Regions from separate parts of the Mus musculus genome. Here all the other regions are linked to region 3. A link is a contact called in public Hi-C data. All regions are on one chromosome and are shown on one strand. The core of a region is the stretch at or near the end of the contact, and the rest is flanking DNA. Distances in the headings are between cores, read along the strand shown. Region 1 overlaps Grin2a (glutamate receptor, ionotropic, NMDA2A (epsilon 1)). Region 2 has its middle 250 kb from the start of Gm41418. Region 3 has its middle 23 kb from the start of Gm30371.

Region 1 (4,747 bases), core at 1,847-4,346, 810 kb after region 3:
GTATCTCTCATCCTTAACAGAAATATATATTTTAAGATGTCATGCCTTACATAAAGCATATTGGCTTTGCGGGATGTCCAGCCCTGTCCCCGCAACAAAGGATGCTCTGATTCAATTTCACTGACTCCTGTCAGTCTTCTCAGTGGCTGAGTGAGGAAACCAGGATCAAACCACCAGATAAATGTGAACAAAACTTATCTCAGATGTTGTTCACAAAAAAACTAAAAAGCAATAATAATAATGATGATGATGATGATAATAATAATAAAACCCAACTACAGAAGAAAGGAGGTTCTCACAAAAGAGTGTCATAAGACAATGATCCTGAACCTTGATCACACTGTGCCTGAAGTCCACACATGTTTGGGATTTTATTATGTGAAAAAACTTCCTTATATGGATTGAATTAAAATTATTGTTGCCGGAAGAAGTAAACATTTTGACTCACATCTGAAAATTAAAGGTAATGCGCTAGAGCTTACCGGCACATAGGGAGCTGTCAGTGCATGCTGGTTGTATGGTTAGGACACCGTCACACTCCTATTACATCATATTTTAAGATCCATATTCTTACTTAATGGAACATATGCAGTGAAGTCTCCCCATTTCCTTCCAAGTGTAAGGATGTATTAATTACATTTTTAGAGGTTCTTTTGTATTACTAGTGCTAAAAGTATATAGAAAATGAGCATATTTCTTCAAGAGCTGTTTACTATCCTTTGGGAAACTATATGGATTATTCCCGTGGCTGGCCATGATGTCATGAAATGAGGTGAATCTCGGGAAACCGAGGTGACTTGGACAACACACCAGACCTCAGCAGAGCTGTCAGCTCATTCACCAAACTTCAAGCCTGGGTAGAAATGTGGCTGGTCTCCTCTGCCCACGCACAACACAGCAGGTGTCATTGGGCCTGACAGCGAGTCTTCCATTTCTGGGATCCACGCCAGACTTTGTGTCACCAGGAACTGGACAAGGGCTCCGAGGCACCTGCAGAAGGCACCATCCAAGTGATACAAGAAGAGGGAGCGAGAAGCCAGGGCAAAGGCAAAGAATAGGTGAGGAGACCCAGCCTGGCTCTCTAGCTCCCCCACCCGGCTGGGACAGGGAGGGTCTCCACCATGAATAGGAGGAGGTGCAGAGACCAGGACAGGTCCAGGATACCCATCCAAGGGCACCGTGCACACTGCCTCTTTGCCCATATTTTTCCGTAGAAAGGATTTTTCATGTGACCACTTCACAGCGTGTCAGTTACTTTCCAAACTACTTCCACATGGAAGCAAAGCTAGAGATTGTTTTCCTCTCCTGAACCTCATCCCCCTCATCCCCTCCAGTTCCGCAGCCTCTCACGTCCTCATCAATCCAGATCAAGCATGTGGCTTGCCACCTGCATCCTAGCTCAGGCTCCGTATACCTAGCTCAGGCTCTGTCGGTAAGATACGGGGTTGGCTGCCTATGACTCAAAGGGCTGAGATGAGCGGTCTGATAGTTCGCCGCACGGGACTTTTTATTTTCTCCTAGTATTGATCGAAGCTCCTGCTGTGACTCTGCAAGGTTGCAGTGAGCCAAGATATGTCACCAGTGGCCACAGTCATGACATCTTTGAAAGAGTCCCAGTACCTGCCTCTATGTGGAGCAGGTACTTGATGCTACAAGATACCCACCAGGCTCCTCCACAGCATCAAACACGGGGCCAGAATCTCCTGTGAGGAGGGGCAGCTGCAAGCCACAACGCAACATTTCTCTCCTTCCCAGGAATGAATATGAAGGCACATGTTAATATGAGCGGACATCCTCTTTGGATTTTTCATTTTCCCATAAGTGATTGTATTAGTTATCTTTCTTATTGCTATTCACAAATACCTACTAAGTAGCCACTTACAGTTGCAAAAGATTGTTTTGGCTTTCAGTTTAAGGACACTATCCATTATGGCAGGGAAGAAACTTGGACATCTGGTCACACAGATCACAGTGAGGAGACAGAAAATAAGGCCAGGCTATTAAATCTTAATAAGGCTCCTCCTCCGGAAGGTTCCACAACCCTCCCAAACAGTGTGGGTCCCCAGCAGCTGGAGACCCATTGTATACAAGCTTATAGGGGACATTTTGCACTCAAAGCAGAACAGAAACTTCACTCAATTTGGGGACTGCAAAAGCCATTGATAATCTCAAAGCCCAAGAATTGTATATTTTTGATGTGAATACAGTCTCTCCTCTTAAGTTGCCTACTTGAGATTTCCACTTGAATCCTTCAAAAGCATATTCAATTCAACATGTCTGAAATGTACATATCTCTGCTTCTTACCCACCCCACAATGTTTCTTTGTCAGCTTCTTGTGTTTAGTAAAAGACGTAGCCATCCACCCAGCTGCGAAGTCTGAAATACTTTTCTCTTCATTATGTCATACTCGTCCATCAGTGCTGGTTACCTTGGTACCCAGTGAGCGCTAAGCGAATCACTTCCTTTTAGAAGCTTGGCTGGAACTCCTCTAAGTTGCCATCCCTGCCATTGCCTCCTGGCTGGTCTCCGTGTTTATACACTGAGACCTCCCACTCCCAATATGCACTCTGCCAGCCGGCCCCCAAGTAATGAAGGTAGTACTTGTATTTACTTTATCTCCTCACTGAGCTGGGCCACAGCAAGCATCACTATATATTACTAAGTGACCAGGTTTCAGAATGACCGTATCTCCAGTACTCCACCCTGAAGGAAAGGAATCCATATGTCTCCTTTGCTAGGTGTGTGCTGGTTCCAAGACTTACATCTGGCCTTAGGCAAATCTGAAGAGTATTTGTACTCTTGTGTGACCCTCCCCCACCAATAACCCAAGCCACCTAACCAAGGTAAAGTCGCAGCCAACTGCTGCTTCTTCTGAGTTGCCAAAATCAAGTTTCCACCATTTGTCGAGCTATTCACTGGATGCCAATTGGAAATGATTGACTGCCATTGCGGGGTTGGCATACGGTGCTTTTGACTTCCAGCCAGAAGAGAGAAGGCTGGGTTCCAGGAAGGACGCTGCTGACTAAGCTACGGGACTCGATACCCAGAGCACTCAACCCACCCGTCCTGGGTCCAGCAAGACACAGGAGGGAGGCAACATCAAGAAGTGTACCCTGCAAAGTACCAACTGTACCCTGGGTGTTCACACATGTGTCATCGGCACCACCTTCCCCACAGATGCTTCGGTTGGTCTCACGTTTGCAAATAAGGAGACGGACAAGTTAAGTCACTTGCCCAGCAGAGGCAGGGCACTGTTTAGAGATCTACATTCTACAGTCAGAGCCTGCTGCAGAATACCTTGTCTCAGTTTGGCATCTGCCCCTGTGTTCTCTCATTACACCTCTTCTTTGCTGACTTACTCTGGGTCACACTTCCTGTCCCTGAATTAAGGGTCCCCATCAACAGAAACAGCAGAGGCCCACAGGATACTGTGTTCTCTGGGGTAGCTAGCGCATTGCCAGAAATGTTTGTGCAGCAAATGCTGATCCCACTGATAAATATTTGCAAAGAGTTATCACATTCACCCAGGGAAGCTTGAGTGCCATCAAGCTTGGAGAATCAACCAAGCAGGATCTTTTATTGGCATTTTAAAAGAAACCAACAGTGAGAACTCTGATTATCAAATAAAAACACGCCAAGCAGGTTTAGTGCAGTCTTTCAGTGGGCCATTAAACCTGGAACCTTTTTTTGTTCCACTTCCTTGGACTGCATCAAGGGGGAGTGTTAGTGTTACCTGGACAGGGGTTGAACTCAGGACCACTCTGACTCTTTCCCCTTTCCTGTTAGGGGAACTTACAGTGCTCTTGCTTTGAGCAGAAGCCTGATTTCCAGGGTCAGGTAGTTGATAGAAGAGACGCTCAGATAAGGTTCTTTCAGATACGAATCCATAAAAGCAGTAGAGGGTGTTTCTCCCCTTCCTTTGTGCTGGAGATGTACCCAAGTGTTTCCAATGCAGTGAATTCTTCACATTCCACTGCAGCAACTAAAACAGCAGCCACACAACAAAGGGTGTAAGGCAGTCATTATCAAATAAAGCCTGAGGCTGGACCCATCCGTAGTTAAAGGTGGTTCATGGTCTTGCACGGGATTCACATTCAGTTCCCAGCACCCAGATCACACAGCTCATAACAACTTATGAATCTAGATCCAGGGGATGCGACACCCTCTTCTGGCCTCCACTGGTACCTGTCTGTACTCATGTGCACATACTCTCACACAAACACAGGCACAAGATGAAAAGATAAAATAAGTCCTAAAAAAGTGAAACTGGGACATGCAGCTGTGTTGAAGTTTGGTCTGTTGTTATGTGTTGTAATGCTAAACACCAGCCCCCAGGCCTGGTTGCCCCCGGGATGAGAGAATCTGTGTGCACATAAGTATGCTGTGTAACCTTGTCCCCACTCTCACGGTTATCTCTGATTGGTGAATAAAGATGCCTACAGACAACAGCTAGGCAGAAGACATGTAGGTGAGGTCGGGGCTCCTTGGCTTGGGGTCTGAGAAAGGACCAGGTGGAAAGACACCATGGGATAAGGGATCATGAGAACTGGCCATGTGGGTTGACTGGGGAGTAAGAGCAGCCTATGGGACATGGGAAATCATACTGATGGGGAAATAGATTCTAATAGCACAGAGGGTGGATATCTGCCCAGCTCTAATGCTTTAAAGACTTATTATAAATATAAGGTTGTGTGTCTTTTATCTGGAAACTGAATGACCAAAAGCTGAGTAGAAGCCCCCATCCCA
Region 2 (4,307 bases), core at 148-2,647, 590 kb after region 3:
TCTGAGGAAGAAGACTAAGATGTTGTGTTCTCTCGACTGCTTACTTAATTTTTGACACATGATCATTTCATGTAGCCTAGGCTAGTACTGAACCTGCTATGTCAAATAGGATGACATCATGCCTCCTGCTCGTGAGTGCTAAGATTATAGCCATGGCCTCCAGTTTAGAGCCAGTTGATAAAGTGCTTGGGGTTGGGCCCAAAGCAGCATGCATGGTAGACAAGCCGTCTGCTGACTGAGCTCCACTATAGTCTTCAAGTGTCTTACGTGAGATGAATTTCACATTCATACATCTGTATCAACCCCACAAGCCTTCATGTTGAGCTATTAACCAATTAAGGTTACTGTTGGTCTAATGGTCTACATGCACTATGAACCCTGGTCGATTGCATAGCATCTTGCTGCTTCCTGACCAGATATCTAAGAGTCCTGAGTCATATGTTCAGAAGGTCATTCTTTTCTTGGGCCAGTTGCCAACTTCCCATATCTTAGACAATTATGAAATGAAGAGAGTTTCTTCCCTTTTACTGAAAATATGTGTCGTGTCATTGGGACACCAGTGGTTATTTTTCAGACACACTGGCTGTCTAAATCCACATCGAGGAATGAAGGTGGAGCCAGCGACAGGAATGTCAGACTACAACAGAGCATGCAAACATAACATCGCCAGCAATCATCAAAGCCAGCCCAAGCCTCTGAAGCCTGCAGTGGAGACAAATGAGCTCATGTTGTGTGCACAACTAAAAGAAGATGCAGAGCTGGTTGGGAACAGGTGGGAGATGGGCAGCTGACAGATCCATCGTGAAGGATACAGAAAACAGGCAAGCAGGCTGGGCTCAAAAAGCTCATTATTCCTGAAAGGAGCCCTCTCAGCCCTGGGTATTTCAAAGCCTCATGGCAACATTGAACTTAAAGTTCCCAGAGGTGCCATGTGCTAAAGAATATTAATAAGCCAGCATTAGTTGGGCATTGCATTAATTACAAGAAGGTTCAATAATAGCTAAGCAGGGTTGGGATGGGGGAATCCAAATACTATTTTCTCTGACAATATCCTTACACTCAGTGTAACCGGCTTTCTGTCATAGTCAGAGAGTTGACATCATCTGGAGGATAATGAAGTGCATGGTCATCTACTTGCATAATTGATTTTCATTCGTTGGGGCATTTATACTACTGACTACTAATTGTTTGAAGATAGGCATGACATTCTCTTCTTTTTTTTTTCCTCTCATTCTTCAGGTAGTTGCTTAGGCCCATGGATATAAAACAAGGCATCTTCAAAGCAGAGCACTGAAAATAGCAGTAGGTGCCAAACTTTCAGAATATCCAAGGAGTGCTTGCTTCTGATCCTCTTTGTTACTAGGTTGCCATGGTGACGAGAGGGTTTGGACTCCAAGGAGACTGGTTAATAACCATGATGCCACTTCAAGCAAGGTCACTCCCTGATAGACACTGTTCATCCCCCAAACTCAGAGAGATCCCATAGTCTATACACTTCTGTTTTTCTTGTCTATTGTCTCAGCACTGGAGGGCAATGTACCAAGGTCACAACATCTGACACGGGTGACGTAGGAAGGCAGATGGGGCAACAGAGCTGTCTCAGGAATAGGGGCAGATTTCTACCCGCAGCTTTTCACAGCCATGGGGAGTGGGCTGGGGAGCCAGGAGATCTGCGTCCTGGGAGAGAAAGCGTGCTAAGAGTTTCAGAGGAGGACTTAAAGGCCTGTTTTGTTTTGTTTTCCTTTCCAGAATAAATCTTTCCCTGGGCAGCACAGATTATAAAGGGGCACAGCCACACTCTAACCCCAACCTGTCAGGCAAGCTCTGGCACAAATTTAATCTGCATGCTTTTCAAATTAGTTCCTGTCTTGAAGACCCTGCGCTCATTCACATCTCAGCATTCCCTCGGGAGTCTTTGCTGTCTCTTCACCTACAGGCTTCCATACAGACAATAATTGCTTCCCTAGCAAAGCCTCCTTCAAAGCGATGGAAAAGCTGCCAGCTAGCATCACCAGGAAGGAAGAAACCCCAGGGAGCAGACTGGGCTCCAGGACTCCTCTGTAGTGCCCATCCCCTTTGCTTGGAAGCAAACAAGCTCACTGTGAACCCTAGCCACACGGCTAGCTACAGGAAACTTTCAGCCTAAAGTCATAATTCTAACTTAAGGTTCTAAGGGCACAACAGATAAGGCACTTAGCAATCCCATGTCACCATCAAGCCCGAGTGAGGCCTTTCCTGGTGCCTCAATAGCACCCTGGCCACCTAAAAGTAATATCATTCACCCTATGTATAGCAGTGGCCTTCCGTGCCTGGCTCTGTGGGGCAGGTTGACTTCTGCTTTGTCGTGCACGTGTTGCACATGAATGTGTCCTTCCAGCTGTCTTCCCAACCTTAGTGTGGATGTAATAAATAAATATTTGTGTCAACATTCAGAACCATCTTGCAGCCTCAATTCTGCTACTCATTCATGTAACACACAGATATCTCAGGAAAGCATTCTCAGAATTGATTGATTGATTGATTGATTGATTGATTGAATTATCAGATCAGCTCTACTTGGAAGAAGTTCTGGTTAGTGGAGTTTTTTGCTCCTCAAGACTTAAGTGTGAATAACAGGCTCTTGAGTGGCTTAAAAGCATACTTAGGCTCTGAGCCTCAGGCTTCCTATAGATAAAATGTAATTTTGCCTATGGTTTAGATAAATAATTATATCTTACAATGTCTGGCACACACTAAGCATGTAGGTCAGATGAATCCAGTCATGATGATACTGGATTCTATTTGGATGATATGGCTTCTATTCGGTGGGACATCTGTAAAACTGGCTCTAACTCAAACCCTGGGGTCAGACTGCCTGGATTTGAAACCTGAAATGTGCCACTAACCCAGGGGCCTTAGATGAACCACTGTTTCCTTGAGCTTTAGTTTCCACAAATTTAAAACCGATGTCCACAGATCTATTGGCTTCCCGTGAATATTGCAAAGCAAGTCAGCTGACTCAGTGAGTTCATCCAGATGAAGGGCAGCAAAAGACCAAAGAAATGATTCCATGCAAGTCCAGCGTAGTGACACAGTGAACTTACTGAGGTACTTTCAGGAGCCCGAGTGACTCACACAGCTGCATCACCAAAGAGCCCATTCCAGCATGGATGAAGATCCCAAAATCTGTATCCTTGAACCTTTTGCGTTACTCATGGGCAGCTTCTTTGAAGAGTCTCCTCCTCCACCCCAGTGATGTCATGGTTTATATCACATTACCATGGGGAGGCCTGCTTAAGAGCCTATGAGCCTCCTGAGTTTTTGGGGTCTCCTTCCTTTTGGAGTGAGTGTTTCAACTCAAAGGAAGTGCCTAGCTCCCTCTAAGTTTCAGTCCTTGTTATGAGTGTGCTTAGAATAGAACTAGGTCTAGCAAATGCACATGTGCGCTACCTATGGCTTGTCCACTTTTGGTGCAGCCCAGTGAATGTAATCTGTGAGCACTGAGGGGTGGGGGAGTGTCTGGGCCTTGATGGCTATGTGTCAGATCTAGTATGTATAGCCCCAACAATTCAGCCATGTGGGCATATCTAAAACATAGGGTCATTCCAAGACAGGAGATAAAAGATGCTTTTCTTTAAAAATTACCAGCAGGTTAGACTGTCATTCCTTAGGAAGGGTCTTGGACTCCAGGCTGATCCCTTCCAATTGCTGTGGCTCAGGTTCTAGCGTGGCAAATGAAGCCACATCCCTCTGGAGAACAATTTCACAGTAGCATGAACAGTCAGAGCATCTAGCCAGGAAGTATTTTTGCTTGCTGTCTCAACACCTAGCAATACTTAAGACTTTTAAGTCAGATCAGGGTTTGGGACAGAGAGGAAATAAAGATTCCCCCAAGAAGGTCATGGTGGAACACAGCTGTAATCACAGCCCACAAGAGGCTGACGGGAAAGGCTTGTGAGTTTGAAGTGAGCCTGGGCTACGTTGTAAGACTCTGTTTTGATAAAAATAAGCAAGCAAACAAATAAAAGCCTCCCCCTCTTTCCTTCTTAAATGTCTGCCAAAGCTTCATTTTGAAAAATAAAATGTGTGCTGTTTGGTGGCTGGTGCCGGGGACGGGGCACCTCTTTCTGGTTGGACTGATCCCAGCTTCTAACTAGAATATTAACACATATCCAGGTCCTGATACACTTTAATGGCTCATTTCCTTTGACACCTCAGAAAGCTTTTTCCATGGAAAAGTCAGAGGCCCCTGAAGAACATTGACTGCAGATTGCTGGGTCCTGACTTCCAGGTGAGAGGCGGTGGGGGCTCAAAGACGATGAAGACAG
Region 3 (4,838 bases), core at 1,379-3,878:
GCCACACCCACTCCAACAAGGCCACATCTTCTAATAGTGCTACTCCCTGGTCTGAGCTTATATAAACCATCACATTTACAATAAAAACCTTCTCCTCAACTGTACCTTAGAGCAGTCATGTCCTCATTTCATTCAAAGATGATCAACATCTATGCCCCCTGGACATCTCTGAGGAGATTCTAGATCCTGTCAGGTTGCCCTTGCTCAACAGCATTCCCAAGCTGGTCTTTCCATGCTGATCCTCATGTCCTAGCCTCCTAAGGCTGCATGGCAGGGTGTGACCCACCATCCATATCTGGCCGCACTAGAGCTCGCTGGTGAGAACCAGCCTGTCCTGGCAGCAGGCTGGCAGAGGGATGGCTCTCTGATTATTTAATCCAGGATGGACATGAGACAGGAAGGAGGTTGAGATCTTCCTTTAAGCCTAGGGGCTTCCTGCAGGGGAGTGACTTCTGAGGACATCTGTGTTTTAGGCCTTCTATTCAGCTGGAGGCTCTAATGGGATTCCATTGTCTGGACATGAATGGAATTCTTTTTTGTACAAGAATGGAGGTCTGATGCTTAATTCACACCCTTTACTGAAAGACCATGCCTTGTCTTGTGACTTCCAACTCCTGCAAGGACCAGAAAGGTGGTGTAGTCTCTTTTAACTGTCTGTGGGTTCTCTTGTCACTGAGGGAATGGAAGGAGAGAATGCCTGAGGGGGGAATGAGTTAATAGGCAAGATGAGCTTCTTGTTTGAGCAATTGAATAAGCAATGTCTCTTCACAGCTGTGGAAACCTTAACTAAGACACAGCTCAAGTTGGCCTCTAACCTGTTATATGGCCAAGGACAACAACCTCTTGAATCTGAGATTACAAGCATGGGTACCATACTTGGTTTATGCAGTGCTGACTATGGAACCCAGGGCTTCATGCCAAGCAAGGACTCCATGAGGGTTTGTCAAATAAATGAATTTCTTCAAAGGGTTAATTCTGCAGCAATTTCTTTGTGGCTGATATGAGTTCCAATGGAGAGAGGCATCGAGGGCAATACAAAGAGCCTGAAGCTCACTGGCTCACATTGGGGACCCATTTGTCTAAAAAGGCCTGCATCTGTTAGGACTGAGCCTTAGTTCTGGCCCTATAGCCCCAGTAAGCTCCCAATAGCTGCCTGTGTTGGACAGCTCTGAAACATGTTAGCTAATGGAACATTGATTTTTTTTTTAAGAAACAAAAAAAAAAAATGCAGGTGTTGCTGCAATCGATAGCCAAGAAGAGAGACTGAGGGAGGAGTTGGGTGAGACTAGTCCCTGAGCACATCCTCCCTGCGCTCCCAGGTGCTCCCAGGCCCCCTTACCTCTTGGGGATAAATGCTGGAGAGAAAAGCAGGAGTAATAAGGACAGGGATGTGCCTTGGTTCTCTAAGCGTTCCTCCTAGGGCCTTTGTGTCGGTCCTGAAGAAGTTACCCAGACTCCTTACAGATCCAAAATCAGCAGGACAATCCCCTTCCCAGTGTCCTGCTGCTACCACATGACAGAACTGGGATTTAGGTCTGTGCAAACACATATTCGGAGCAAACACAGACCCTTAAGAAGCACCAGAGGGGACGCACCAGTGGGTGAAGTGCGTATCACACACATGTGAGAACCTGAGTTTAGATCGCCATACAAAAGTCAGACATGAAGATCATATATTTGTAGTCTCAATCCTGGGGAGGTGGAGACAGGTGGATCCTGGGGTTTTCTGGTCAGCAAATCTCATCTAAATTGGCAAATTCCAGGTCATCGAGAGACTCGGCCTCATGCTTGGCTATGAGGATCTGAAATCTACTGGGGCGGGCAGCAGAGACATTTCTATTCTGAATCACTCCGCACCCTCATCACCTGTGAGGCCAAGTCGGTTCTTCTCTCCCCTAATTGCATCCATTTGCCTTTTCTTTCTTGTGTTACATAAGCTGAGATATTGGACTCGTTGGCTGTGACGGCTGAATTCTCTTCTAATTATAAGAAAAACAGTCTTTTCTCTCTTCCATTATTCCTAATGGAAATTAGCTGCATCCATCTTCTGGCTTTGGGACAGATCTCTGGGTCTCAAGTAGTGCCCGCTGATGCAGGCTTGGCGAGGAAGCTTGTCGCAACAGAGGCAGGCATGAGGGTTCAGAGCTGGATAGATGGAAGTTTGACTCTGGTCATTTGGTGAGAGCTGCAGCAGGTAGAAGCACAGCTTCTCGTGTTGGTTTTCTTACCTGAAAGGCGAGTCAGTGACCTCTCTGCAGGTGTCAGCGTGAGGGATCAAAGGTTGTTTATTACTGGGAACTGAGTCTGGTGGTGCAGGCCTGTGATCTTAGCACTGGGGAAACTGAGGCAATAAGATAGCCTCAAGCTGTGGGCTTGAGGCTAACCTGGGCTACATGTGCTCTCCTTTCAGGAGCCTGAGTGCTGCAGGCTCCTGTGGAAAGGATTCTTCCAGGTCTGACATACTTCTTGCTAGGTGCCAATCTCCTGTCTGGGAATCCTTGCAGTGCTGGGCGCTTGCCCAGAGAAAGGAGCAAGCTCTTGTGCTTGGTTCTGTGTGCCGAGCTGGGATGGTGGGGGAGGGGCAGCACTGAGCAGTGGGAACTAGAACTAGCTTTGCTCTCTGTGTCATCCGTGCCTGGTAGACCTTTCCTAGTGAGTCATCTGGCAGAGAAAGATACAAGCTGGGCTGCCAGGGAGGAATGCAACGAGCTTCAGTTCCAGCAGGCTTTGAGAGCATCTTAGTCAGAATTGCTATTCCTGCACAAACATCATGACCAAGACGCAAGTTGGGGAGGAAAGGGTTTATTCAGCTTACACTTCCACGTTGCTGTTCACACCAAAGGAAGTCAGGACTGGAACTCAAGCAGGTCAGGAAGCAGGAGCTGATGCAGAGGCCATGGAGGGATGTTACTTACCGGCTTGCTTTCCCTGGTTTGCTCAGCTTGCTTTCTTACAGAACCAAGACTACGAGCCCAGGGATGGCACCACCCACAAGGGGCCCTCTCCACTTGATCACTAATTGAGAAAATGCCCCACAGCTGGATCTCACGGAGGCTTTTCCTCAAGGGAGGCTCCTTTCTCTGTGATAACTCCAGTTTGTGTTAAGTTGACACACAAAACCAGCCAGAACAGAGGGTTAGAACCTGTTCCAGGGCCAAGGGAACAGCAGGAATGAGAGTCAGGCAGACCTGGGGCTGGAGCTCCAGGGCCAAGGGCACAGCAGGAGTCAGAGTTAGGCAGACCTGGGGCTGGAGTCCCCGCTGTGCAGCTCCCAGCTCAGTGCCATTCTCTCGGAATCCCGATTTCTTCATTTGTCAGATGGAGATCATAGTAGGAGCGAATTTGCTGACACGTATGGAACCCTTAGTGCTTTGGGACGACTCTAACTTAATTATCCTAGCTCATTCTGGTTACCTCTTGCTGTGAAACCTGGTTGCTTTACACATCAGTTTGCCATTCTCTCCCAGGCTTCTGTGTGCTGACTGGGCTCAGCTGGGGCTCTGGCTGGGTTCTCTTGTGGCTGGAACCATCTGGAAACTCAGTGGGGCAGGACATCTAGGATGGCTTCTGTATTTTTTTTCCCCCTAAGGCAGGACCGCGTACAGCCCAGACTGACTTTGAACACATTTTGTAACCCAAGCTGACCTTGAACTTCTCATCCTCTGCCTCTACTCCCCAACCAACAGGCATATTCCACCATGCAGAATTTAAACTGTGTTGGAGATTGAACCTGGGCTTTGTGGATGCTGGGAAAACAGTGCATCCCCACCCCCACCTCTGTGCTCCTGTGGACTTCAGTGGAGATACACTTAGGCTGTAGGCCATGAGATCTGACAGCAAAGGGGAACCGGCTTCAATCCCCAGCAGACATACCCAGCTGCAGGGCTGGGCTGTTCTCAGGCAGTGAGAGCTGAGAGAGCTGACAGAAGGCATCAGCCTATCTCCTCCATTCATTGCTGGAGGGAGCTGACCAATGAGCCACAGTGAAGCCCATCAGCCTGGCAGATAGCTCACCCCAAGTTCCCTGACAGAGGACTCTGCCATTGAGTCTCCAGCATTCTGGCCACTCAGCCCTTTTTTTTTTTTTTTTTTTTTTTGGGCCCAGAAAATAACAACTCAGAGTACAGGGATTTGGCAGTCTGAGTGCTCTGAAACTAAAGGAAATCCACAGCCCCCCTGGCCTTCTCCTACCCACTTGTCTTTTGACCTCCTGAAGCACACAAAGGCCTTTCTCTGACTCATCTGACTAATGGATGTTCTAGAAGCAAGAATGTAATCATTTTGTGTCTCCTCCTTGGAATCCCATTAACCAGAGAGGAGCTTGCATCTCTGGAAACTTCAGGCTGTGGCCTGGAGAGACTTGGCCACAACCAGTCACTCATCCTTCTGGGACAGTTCCTCCATGTCCCCTGGTCCCAGGGAGGCTGTTGAGGAAAAAGACCTTGTGTACTCTTTGGCTAGTATTCACTTATCAGTGAGTGCATACCGTACATGTCCTTTTGGGTCTGGGTTACCTCACTCAGGATATTTTCTGGTTCCATCCATTTGCCCACAAAATTCATGAAGTCCTCATTTTTAATAGCTGAATAGTATTCCATTATGTAAATTAACCACATTTTCTGCATCCATTCTTCAATTGAGAGACATCTGGGTTGTTTCCAGTTTCTGGCTATTATACATAAGGCTGCTCTGAACATAGTACACCATGTTTCCTTGTGGTGTGGTGGGGCATCTTTTGGTTGTATGCCCAGGAGTGGTATAGTTGGGTATAACTTCAGGTAGAACTATTTCTGATTTTCTAGGAACTGTCAGGTTGATTTCCACAGTGGTTGTACCAG

What was found. A called contact is a pair of places that touch in the nucleus more often than the background predicts.
Region 1: a contact with region 3 is called in a Hi-C map of cerebral cortex, with 3 times the contacts expected there. The contact joins two enhancer-like sites. A contact is called at or near these places in 2 of 39 promoter capture datasets (cranial neural crest and maxillary cranial neural crest), 1 of 484 Hi-C or Micro-C datasets (cerebral cortex), 3 of 115 datasets of contacts at active chromatin or transcription factors (all in embryonic stem cells) and 1 of 9 other capture datasets (embryonic stem cells).
Region 2: a contact with region 3 is called in a Hi-C map of cortical neurons, with 2.9 times the contacts expected there. The contact joins two enhancer-like sites. A contact is called at or near these places in 1 of 484 Hi-C or Micro-C datasets (cortical neurons) and 1 of 115 datasets of contacts at active chromatin or transcription factors (embryonic stem cells).

What each region holds. Positions count from the first base shown.
Region 1 is chr16:9,750,280-9,755,026 of GRCm38.p6, forward strand. All of the region lies in intron 4 of Grin2a (glutamate receptor, ionotropic, NMDA2A (epsilon 1)), which reads right to left. Among named protein-coding and RNA genes, the nearest start is that of Grin2a, 240 kb to the right of the region's middle. Within about 2 kb of position 3,097, at least 13 of the 459 cell types and tissues checked have an H3K27ac peak or open chromatin away from gene starts, as enhancers often do. A contact at or near this core is called in cerebral cortex, where this site is marked.
Region 2 is chr16:9,532,269-9,536,575 of GRCm38.p6, forward strand. No RefSeq gene overlaps it. Among named protein-coding and RNA genes, the nearest start is that of Gm41418, 250 kb to the left of the region's middle. Within about 2 kb of position 1,398, at least 12 of the 459 cell types and tissues checked have an H3K27ac peak or open chromatin away from gene starts, as enhancers often do. A contact at or near this core is called in cortical neurons, where this site is marked.
Region 3 is chr16:8,936,098-8,940,935 of GRCm38.p6, forward strand. No RefSeq gene overlaps it. Among named protein-coding and RNA genes, the nearest start is that of Gm30371, 23 kb to the right of the region's middle. Within about 2 kb of position 2,629, at least 31 of the 459 cell types and tissues checked have an H3K27ac peak or open chromatin away from gene starts, as enhancers often do. A contact at or near this core is called in cerebral cortex and cortical neurons, where this site is marked.